2 separate regions of the Mus musculus genome follow, and region 2 is linked to region 1. The links are chromatin contacts, called in public HiCAR-type maps. All regions are on one chromosome and are shown on one strand. Each heading gives the region's core, a stretch centred on a gene start, on an enhancer-like site or on the middle of the called end of the contact. The rest is flanking DNA. Distances are from core to core; before and after follow the strand shown.

What was found. HiCAR-type assays count read pairs that join an accessible place to other places.
Region 2: a contact with region 1 is called in a HiCAR-type map of astrocytes, with 4 times the contacts expected there. The contact joins the promoter of Timmdc1 here to the promoter of Stxbp5l in region 1. A contact is called at or near these places in 2 of 39 promoter capture datasets (cranial neural crest and hippocampal neurons) and 1 of 115 datasets of contacts at active chromatin or transcription factors (astrocytes).

Annotation. Positions count from the first base shown.
Region 1 is chr16:37,382,935-37,388,358 of GRCm38.p6, reverse strand. It overlaps Stxbp5l (syntaxin binding protein 5-like), which reads left to right and starts at 3,401. Exons shown (of 28, transcript NM_172440.3): 1 at 3,401-3,549; 2 at 4,654-4,847. The coding sequence starts at 4,662.
Region 2 is chr16:38,520,221-38,525,644 of GRCm38.p6, reverse strand. Timmdc1 (translocase of inner mitochondrial membrane domain containing 1) reads left to right here and starts at 2,982. Exons shown (of 7, transcript NM_024273.2): 1 at 2,982-3,304. The coding sequence starts at 3,111. Poglut1 (protein O-glucosyltransferase 1) reads left to right here. Exons shown (of 11, transcript NM_172380.4): 11 at 1-587.

The DNA.
Region 1 (5,424 bases), core at 2,152-4,651:
AAAAGACCAAGCAAGACCACAGAGAAGGTGCAAGCCAATTAGAAGTTTCAGGAGAAATTAAACCTGCTGATACCTTGATAATATAACTCTAGATTTCAACGTGGTGAGAAAATACATTTTCTTGTTTAAGAAACCCAATTTGTACTGTTATAAGAGTTCTGGTAAACTAATCATGTATAGCTACATTTTCAAGAAGAACTGACTACCCCCCCCCTTTCTATTCTACCTTGTTTAGTTTTTTTTCTAAATTAGTAATAGTTAAGTAACATAATCTTTGAAGTTAGGCCTAGATTTGAAGACTAGATTATCTTAAGTGACTGTAGGCAATTTTTCCCCCCTGAAACTTATGTTTTCTTATACGTATAATGTGGGGAGAATAACTACCCATCTCCTAGAGTTATAATGAGCAGTCAATGGATGAGATGTTTATGGAGTTCACAGCTTCCAGTGTTTGGGATATAGGTGACACCCACCCGGTAGGACTTTATATATACAATATACCATTTACAAGTTTGCTTTGTCTTCCCTGCATGCTTTTATCAAAGCTCAGCCAATTCATCAAGTACTCCTTTCTATTAGAAGTGTCACATGAGTATAGTTTTTTGTGCAATTTTTTTGATTGCTCTTTCAGTGTAGAAAAGTAGCTTAGATCCCCCTCATTGTTGGCTTGAGTCCAAGATTGTAACTCCTTAAAGTGAGCTGTACTTTCTTTTCGACACATATTCTAAACACCTTCCAGTTTATTAGCTTTGTTGATTTGATTATTAGATTTGTGATTTACTTATTTTGTTGCAAGTATCAAGCTCAGGCCACTTTTCTTTCATATAGCTCTTTATACTTGTCACATGGGCAGGAAGAAGCCAGGAGTGATCATTACTTAACCCAGCTCTAGCATTTTCTATATTGTTTATAGGCTATATTGTATCTTCTGATCTCATTCCCTTTCCCAAATGTTTATACAATAACACCCTGTTGCTTTTTAACTCAGGATGGAATGTGCATTCACAAATATTTCATTATGATTCATGTAGTAAGATTCTTTTTACTGTTTCCCAACATACAAGGTGCCTCCTGCCTTTTGTTATCTTATATTCAAGTTAACATATGCTGGATATTCACCATGTATAAGTTATTGTGCTACTGTAGAGAATTGCTAATATTTAAAATTATGCCAGAGAGTCCTAACTATAGTATTTCATTTTATTTTTAATTTTATGTGTGTGTTTATTTAGGAGAATGAAAGCACAGCCCTGCACAAGTTAGACAAATGTTTTACCACCGAGTCACCTTACCAGCTGTTTTAACTTTCTAATATTTATTGGAAACGTGTATATTTTGACACAACATTTCTTCTACTTTTCATACCTATTTGTCATCCCATCTGGACTGCTGTGTGTTTTATAGCTTTTTTTTTTAACTTAGCAGGTTGTTGAATTCCCTTCATGATCTTTGTTAACTTGTTTAATATGCTTTTCCTTTATCAGTTCTGGTTTTTTTTTTTTTTCATAGAATACATTTGTGATAGTATGATGCTTGTGATGAGTGACCTAAGTTTTGTTTGTAAACATTTTATGTCTCTTTGCTGAACTGGAATATCTTCTTCCTTCACTTTTACCAAAAGGCCAGACCTCCACATGCTGTGGGCTTGTTTTCATATTGACCCTTAAGTAGGTAGGTCAAATTTTGCTGAAGCAAAGAAAGCATTCTAAATCCATCACTCTATTTAATAATGGTTAACTCACCAAATCGCCTCCTTTCAAAGAAAAGCTAGACGTAAAAAGAGGAAGAAAATCTTTTAGCTCTCATTAACTCCGATGTTTGGAAATGAACAATGGGCCAGAAAGGAAAAAAAAAAAAAAAAAAAAGGCAACAGGAGACAGCAAAAGACAGGTATTGTTAGGTATCTGATATAGGATTTAGAAGCACTTCAAGATCCAGTTTATAACACATATGAAATTTGTTTCCATACTTATTTTTCACTCCTCCCAAGCATGATAAGTTAGATATCATCTCATAAATCTTTATCTTATAGCCAGTAACTAATCCATTGTCTAAAGCCCTTTGAATGCTCTTTCTAAGAGAAATACTGTGCCAGGTACTAAATTAACTAGAAGCACAAAGTTCTACTCCTTAATGGTTATTAAGAAAATCACTATCTGGGTTTGACCGTGAAAGTGTGAGAGGGTTACAAAAAGAAGTGCTGCAAGTGTTAAGGAGTAGAACATTCAAAATGAGAATGTGAATACCGAGCTGAGTTTCCGAAAATCTGAGCGCGATTTGATCGCCATGGTTTCTTTGCTATTTGCCTGAGTAATTCATAAGGCATTCAAGTCTTCCCTTTCTCCCCTCTCATCTCTGACAGAGAAAGGGATGGGTCTGGAAGTGGTGTTTCATACCTAAGATGTAGGACAGTAAATATTTGGGACGATTTCTAATGATCCCTGTTGCTTAGATTAAAGTGTACAGTTAGTTATGGACCTTGAGCCTTTTACCAAAAGCCAGTCAGGGCTCAGAACTACATCACCTTCTTCACAATGGTGCGATGTTTCTTTTTCCTGTATGGAATAGAGTATTTTCCAAAATGATTCAAATGAGAAAAAAGCTTAAGATGCATCTTGTCATGATTTGAGAGAAATGTTTCCTCAAAAATTTAATTTGTCTATGTGGAGAAGGGGAACGCTGGTCTATTTCCATAGGCTGTATAAAGTAGGCAAATCATTTCCTTAAGATTTGGAAGCCAACATTTCCACCGAAAACCAATTCATTTTGGTACAGATGACTTAATGGAGAGAACTAACAGTTTGTAGGGATTATTTACAAATCTACGTTCAACGCATATAGCAGGGCAGCGAGATCGTCTATTAGATGCACCTGGCCCTGGTGAGCAGAAATAGATTCAAGGGGTGCTGGGGGGTGGGGGAAGGCTGCAAAATAAGCCCGGTCCAAAAGCCGGGTCCACAATACAGTCCAGAGCACGACCTAAGGTAACCCTTTCTGCAGCCTGGGACTCCCGGAGCGCAAGTTCTCAAGCTTGCAAGCATTCTATTGATTCACACTTGCGTCCTTCAACAGGTAGCACCAATTACAGCCCCCAAAGCACGGCGCCAAGGCATACTGGCTAGTATGGCTGTCAATCAAATACATCACCTACTTTCCTAAATGATCCCCTCCTCCTGTCACTGGCTTTTTCTCTGACCTATCCCCAAACTTCTTTCCTGCCTGGAATCCCTAAGACTTAGGTCAGTGGAGCTTGTGATTGGCGAGAGGATGTCCCGCCCCCCTGGTGCCCAGAGTGCCCCGCCCCCGGCGCGAGAGTCTGGGAGGGAGGAGGGTGCGGGCCGACTGGGGCGGGGCCTACCTCCCACGGCGGGGGCGGAGCCTGAGACAGACCCGCCCGCTCGGTTAGGACCTCGGAGAGCGCCAGGCACCAGGACCAGAGGGACCCGAGAAGCGGCCGGATCCGGGCTGGACCTTCGCCCGCCTGTGAGCCTGCAGCCTCCGCGCCCTCCGCCTCACGGGCTGGCCGGCGGCTAGTGGCGTCTGAGGAAGGTGCTAAGTCTGGGGTCCCCAGGGACACCCGTGCTGTCCCATCGCGGCTTGCCCTCACACCTGTGCGCACGCCTGTGTGTGTGTGTGTGTGTGTGTGTGTGTGTGTGTGTGTGTGTGTGTGTGTGTGCCTGTGCAAGAGGGAGAGCGCGCCCGCGCAGCTGTCTGAGGTGCGTGTGGCTTCCCGGCTGTCTGTGAGGGCTCCAGGGCTCGTAGCCCGCGGTGGTAGCCTCAGCGCCCTGCTTGGCTGGGAGGGAGCGAGAGAGCCAGCTCTGCGCGCCCCGCAGGCTGAGGCGGGACTCGGGCCGCAGGCGTCACCGCCTCACATCCCCCGGAGAGCCGCTGCTGTGCAGAGGGGGAGCCGGGCGGGGAGGGGACACGGGAGACCAGAGGCGGGAGAGGGGCAGAAGAGAGGAGCTGGGGACAGGTGGAGGCAGGCGGTCCCCGCTCGCCCCTCCCGTCGGCTGTGGCCGTGAGTCACCGCAGATGTTTTGGGGTCTAGGTTTTTGGGTATATGGGATGGAAAAAAGCCATTTTTTTTCCTGTCCCCTAGTTTCTATTGAGAAAAAGGAAGCTTTGAAGATGATGGGATTGTGTGGGGGGGAGCCCCAAACATGGTGGAAGAGTAAATACTGGTTCCCCTACAACATCGTTTTTTCCGATAATAAAAATTTATGAGTTGACCCTGAAGAAGGAAAGCCCCCCTTTCAGAACAGTCCATAGGGTCTTGGTCTGTTGGGCTCTGGTTTGATTGTATAATAATGATGATATAATGCTAATGACGATGATGACACGGCCTTTTATTTTTACCCCAGTGCTGATAAAGCATAGCTACAGCTGGGGATAAAGCCCTTGAAAATCTGAATGTGCGAAGGAAGGAATACTGTTGCTCTTGGAGTTGTGTTCTCTTTATCTTATAAAGATATCCCTTTTAAAGTTAAAATTTGAGGACATGAAGCCCGAACCCCTCTTCCCCGTCGATTACATCCAATGCTCATAAAATGGGGACTAGCTACTCCTGCCTTGACTAATGAAAAGATAGAGGCTTTTGCCCCGTAAAATTCCATGTTTGTGACCACTTCTCTTTTCCTTTTAATTTTTCGACAGTGTTTAAAATGAAGAAGTTTAATTTCCGAAAAGTTTTGGATGGCTTAACTGCCTCTTCCCCTGGCAGTGGTAGCAGCAGTGGCAGTAACAGTGGTGGGGCTGGAAGTGGCTCTGTCCATCCAGGAGGGACTGCAGGGCTTCCGAGAGAGGAAATTCAGGAAAGCCTGACTTCAGACTATTTCCAGATTTGCAAGGTAAGTTTTGAATTGGCTTTAGGGCCTGTTATATTTCTACTTTACTGTTGTGAAGAAACAAGGAGACACACACACACACACACATACATTTGCAGGGCTGGAAATTGTTGAGACGTCAGTATCAAAGAGCCTAGTACTAAGTTGATTTGAATGAATAAAAACACTTTAGATATTAACTTTGGCATCGGTTTATAAGCAACAATGGTATTTTAAAGAGAAGGAAAAGACACACAAAAAGTAGTATTTCCAAGGTGTTAAAGCCAAATAAGTGGACAAAATACGTTTGTGTATACGTACTAAACTGAAGGAGAAATGACAGCCATTTGGCTTCCTGGGTTTTCATTCTGAGAAACTGTTATTCCTTTTCTCTGTCTAGTTGTAAAATGAATAAGGCTCTCAACATGTTGCTAGAATTAAGTAGATAATAGATTAATGTGCCCAGTGACAGTGTTCTAAAATTCTAGATATTAGAAAAAAAGGGATCTTAGACCCTTGATAAGCATACAAATCCTATGGGCTCAATTCTTGTGAGAACTCAGAATTCCCAGAAAAGCAAAGCAACGTGTTCTGATTCAGA
Region 2 (5,424 bases), core at 1,733-4,232, 1.1 Mb before region 1:
TCCTTGGCAGTTGGCGGCTCACATCTGTGTTCTGTGCCACCGTGCTGCTTTGTCGTTACGCGCCTCTTTCCCCCACGCTCTGTACGCTTACTGATGGACGAGAATGACGTTTCTCTGCTCTTGATGTCTCCATTATCAGCACAGTGCCTCACGCAGAGCAGTTACTGAACAGCTATTGGAATGAGTGAGTGGGAATGGATGGATACACTCGCCTGGCCTAACTAAAGTCTATTTTTTAAACTGCTCGGTTGCTTGCTCCAGTGGGGATGAGATACACTGTGAGAAATGGGTCAGTTCAGATCCTTACTTGCCCTGGAGTAGTAAGGAGTATCTGTTTTTAAAAACAACAAAAGTTACTCGGCTCTGACTCTTGCCTGTGTACCTCACTGTAGATGGTATGCGAATGGTGGGTAACAGTATGTCAAGTGTGTGATTTCGAAAATGGTTTGTATGGTCACACTTCTGAAGATTTCTGTTATCATTAATACTGGTTCGGTCCTAAACGTAACCATTGGCTCCTCATTTACTTACTATAGAAAAGACTACTATTGTTTTCAATATAACCGAATATAATATGTTTTGTAAGAGTTGTACTTGGTGAGCCTGGAAAAGAGAACCCATTGACCCAAGAGAAAAGTGACTGTGGGTGGAAAAAGTGGTTGGGTTTGATGAGCAGAACTCAGCTGGGCTGAGGGATAAGCGTTGGTTCTAGACAGAGATGATTGAAACCCTTCACTAATGGTTCCTGTTAGCAAGTCCATGTCCTGAGGATGAGAGAGCTGTGTATGTTAGAGGGTATTTTGACTACATTTTGACTGACAGTATTGCTTTGAGACCCTTCAAGATCAGAGAACAGAGCTGGGCGGTGGTGGCATATGCCTTTATTCCCAGTACTTGGGAGGCAGAGTCAGGTGGATTTCTGAGTTCAAGGCCAGCCTAGTCTACAGAGTAAGTTCCAGGACAGCCAAGACTACACAGAGAAACCCTGTCTCGAAAAACAAAAAACAAAACAAAACAAAAATCAGAGAACAGAAGAGGCGGAGTGTTTCTCTGCTGGTAAAGGAAGGTAAGGTCTGGTAGCTTCGAGAATGTGGGAGGCTGAGTAAGAGAGAGAGTTAAGGTAGAGCGGTGAGATGGACCATCACCAAGGGCCTAGGGAAATTCTCGGTACTAGGTACCAAAGGCAGCTTTTGAGTCTTTGGGGCTAGGATGTAGGTGAGTGGTAGGACACTCGCCTGGCATAGGAGCATTTTCCAGGACCACCTAAATGGAAAAGGGAGCTGAAGAGTTTGTGAAATCTATCTGGTACTAAGGAAGACCTTGTTTGTCTCTACAGGATGTTGGATCCTGGGGACATCTGAGCTATATGTAATGGTTTTTAACATTTTATTTTATGTATTTGAGCACCCTGTCTTCATGCACATCAGAAGGGAAGATCAGATTCCATTACAGATGGTTGTGAGCCACCATATAGTTGCTGGGAATTGAACTCAAGATCTCTCAGAAGAGCAGCCAGTGCTCTTAACCACTGAGCCATCTCTCCAATCCCCATAGGTAAATGATTTTGTTAGTGTTTGCCCAATCTTTGCCCTGTCCTCATTCATGTCGACCCTGATTCTAGAAAGTTCAAGTGCAAAGGATCATTTCCGGGACCTCAAATGTGTCAAAGAAATGCACTCAGCTCTTCTCACAGCTAAGCTAGACAGTCAACACATTCATTTTGTTGGGCTTTCAGGCCCTGGGACCCTAATCCCAGTGACCACCTCTGAAAAATAGACCAAGCAGGCATCAAGCTAGAGCTAGGAATTGGGGTCTGAATAATTCACTCAACATTTAATTACTTCAGGCAAGTGGATCACTGAGATGGAGGCCTGCCTGGTCTTCAGAGCTAATTATGTGACAGCCAGGGCTACACAAGAGAAACCCTATCTTGGACCCTCCTTCCCTCCAAAGAAGATAATTACTTAACATCTACTTCATGGTATAGACTGATTGGTGATTCCTAAGTCCAAATCCAGAGATGAAAGCACAGCTTCAGTCCTCTTGATAGAGATCAGCAAATAGGCAATTATACCACTGCAGTAAATGCTAATGGGGGCTTCATTCACGGCACTTTCCTGAACCTCATCTGTAGAGATGTCCCACAGTCAACTCCCAAATCCTATTACTATATCCTCATGAAAGTTTGTAATCAATCACTTATTTAGGTACTCCGTGGAAGTGACTGTAGAGCACCACCAAGCTGTATATTCATTGTGGTACTTTAACTAGAAAAGAAAAATAGTAGGTGAAAGGGTTTGCAAAGACTATGAGATTTGTGGTAACGACCAATAACTAAATTACACAAAATGATTGGGAATATTTTTACCTTGGTAAACAAGTTTTTTGGTTTTGTCTTGTGTTGAAAGAAACAGGAAATAATAGTTTCAGTTATTAAATGATAATTCTAGATCTTTTGCCTTCTCGGAGCAGTAAGCATACGGATACTTGTAGTGGAGCCCACGTTATGGGGAAAAAAATGCCCACAGCTGATATTTCAAAAATAGTTTTTAAATCTTGGACCTTTTCGGGTGCGCCCTAAGGTTAGACTCTGCTCCGCCCAGGAAGCTCCTCCGGCCCGCCAGGGCGTGGCCTAGAAGCGCATCGCCTACCTCTTTCCCCACTGCGCTTGCAGTGATTAAAGTACTGTCCCCTTCTGCGTGGCCTTCTGCATCTTACATGAGCCATCTCACTTAAGCCCCTGAGCACTTCAAGCTGAGCAGGTCCAGAAGACCAGAGTTACGGGGCGCAAACGCCAAAGGACATCACTGAGATGAAACGAAACGGCCGCCAACTCACTTCCGGGGCTCGACTGATCCCTAACCCTGCGCTACCGAAAGAGCTCTCAGTTCCAGTTTCTACGTCCCGAGCCCCGCCCTCACCCCGCCTTTGCGCGACTAGGGGCGGGGCTTCCGGTCTCCTTTCCGAGAGCTTCCGGAAGTGAGCCGGCTGGGGACCGGATGTGAGGTTCAGTGTCCCCCAACGTGCCGCTAGTGGGCTGTACAGGTCACCCTCTCCCACGGTGCCCGCCGACCCTGGGGTGTCTGTCTCTCTGCGGGTAGGAGGGCGCCATGGGCGCGCCGCCGCCCGCTCCCCGCAGCCGCCTTTGCGGAGCCTGGGGTCCTTTCCCCCGAGTCTTTGCTGCCGGTGCGGTGGCTGCGGATTCCCCAGGCTTTGTGGAGGATCGGGAGCAGCGTTCAGGTGTCTCAGACCCCGGTTCCCTGGAATCCGGATGGGACCGCCTCCGGCAGCTGTTTGCCAAAGAGTAAAAATGTCTCGGGTGTGTGGGGAGGGATGCTCGGGGGACGGCCGCAGCCCGGGCGAGCTCCAGCGCGCGGTCCCTGCGACGCTGAAAGTTCTCTCTGCCCGGATAGTGTCCGACCTGGTTGACATGCAGCCTTCTGAGTCGGATTCACTCAGAGTCACACTCTTAAGACAGTATCGTTCTCGTGAAACCAGTACCCTAACTTTACATATTAGAAAAATTGGATTCATTCGATTATTGTCATGTAGTATCACTGGGAACTATATTGTGAAGTCTACACTAATATTGTTTTTTCGTATTTCGTTTGATTTTTCTTTGTCAGTAATGGCTTTATATACTCCAGAAGCTGGAAGGACAGAGAGAATTGTTAATTTATCATTATTATTTTGCACAAGAAAAAAAAAAAAAACAGTGACAACTGTTCTCCTCCTCCTCCTCTCCGCACCTTCCAGCAGCTCTGCCCCCTTGTTCCCACCTCCATTGTTAAGAACTACTTGTATGTGGGGGTCGGTATTTGGGTATGGGCAGTAGAGTGCACATGCCCTCAGCCAGAGGTGTCAGATTCTCCTGGATCTGGAGTTACCTGGAGTCACAGTTACAGGGGTTCTAAGAACTGAACCCGGATCCTTTGTAAAACTAGTACACGATCTTAGCTGCCAAGCCATCCCTCTAGTCCCCCAACTCTCCTTTTTGAGACAAGAGTTTTGCTGTGCTTGTAGACCAAGCTGGCCTGAAACTCAAAGCTACAATCCATTCTCAACCTCCCAGATTTTGGGATTACAGCCGGGTCTTCTGGGATTCTGGGCCGAGCCTCTCTTTTTTTTTTTTTTTTTTTTCCCTGATGGGGGTTGGTCATCTGCCACAGATGTTACACGCCCAGCTCCATCTCCCTTTGCAGAAGATACTAAAATAAACTATGTGAGGAGTAAATGATTAATCCTGCATTACTTTCACCTGATATTTATTTAACGTTATTCATTTATTAATCAATGGTGAAAGTATCTCTTTTCATGAAGTAGTTTACCATACTACACTGTTATCAAGTGATTATAAATAAATTTGGACAAGGGAGCTGGCAGACTTGTATTTAATAATTCTATTAGTTTCAGCATCTCTTTTTAAAAATTATTTTTATTTTATGTGTATGAGTGTCTTGCCTGTGTGTATGTCTGTGTGCATGTCTGTGTGCCTTCCTGATAACCATGAGAGCTACCTCGTGGGAATGGAATCCAAGCCCTAATGCTGGTAACTGCTGAGCCATTGCTCTGCCCCCATCATCTTTGTTTTAAGAAATAATGTGTTAGTTTTTCTCAGAGGTCCTCCCAAAAGTTTGTATATTTTTGAAAGCTTTTTATTTTGGTTTTTCAAGACAGGGTTTCTCTATGAGTTTCATGGCTATCCTGGAACTCACTCTGTAGACCAAGCTGGCCTCGAACTCAGAAATCTACCTGCCTCTGCCTCGCAAGTGCTGGGATTAAAGGCATGTGCCACCACTGCCAGGCTTTTGAAAGATTTTTGTGTAGTGTGTAAGAGAAAAAATATATATGTGCATAACCGTACTACCATGACTCACAGAAGATGGTCATTTTTATCAGTATTTTAAGCCGTAGAGTACTGGAACGAAAAGAAACAGGGAAAATAATCTAACGCAATTTTTATGCTTTTGTCTATGAAAGGGACAACCAAGGTTCTGAGAGGTTGATCTGGTTGCATACTATTTAGCAGATTGCAGGTTACAGTCCCACTGTTTCTGAGTTGAGACAATCCTGTTACTGGGCCCCATTATCTTTGGCTGCTTTTGTGACAGTTTTTATATTTCGTTTTCTTTCTTAGAGGAGCTTCCTTGTGGGGTCTCAGACAGCCCATGTCAGTCTCAGATGCCTGTGCAGCTGAGGATGACCCTGCATCCCTTCCAAGCCCTGCAGATCACGGGAGGGTGTGGTCAAGCTCGGCTTGGGCTCTTAACAGCAGTACCTTTAGGAAAATCCTACTCACTGAGCTGTTTGCAGGACCAAAGAGGCAAAGCGCAGAGACCTCCTAGCTTGTTAAACTTCCTCCTTAAACATTTTTTACCTAAGTCCTACTGTAGATCAGTTTTTAATTTAGATTTTAAAAATTCT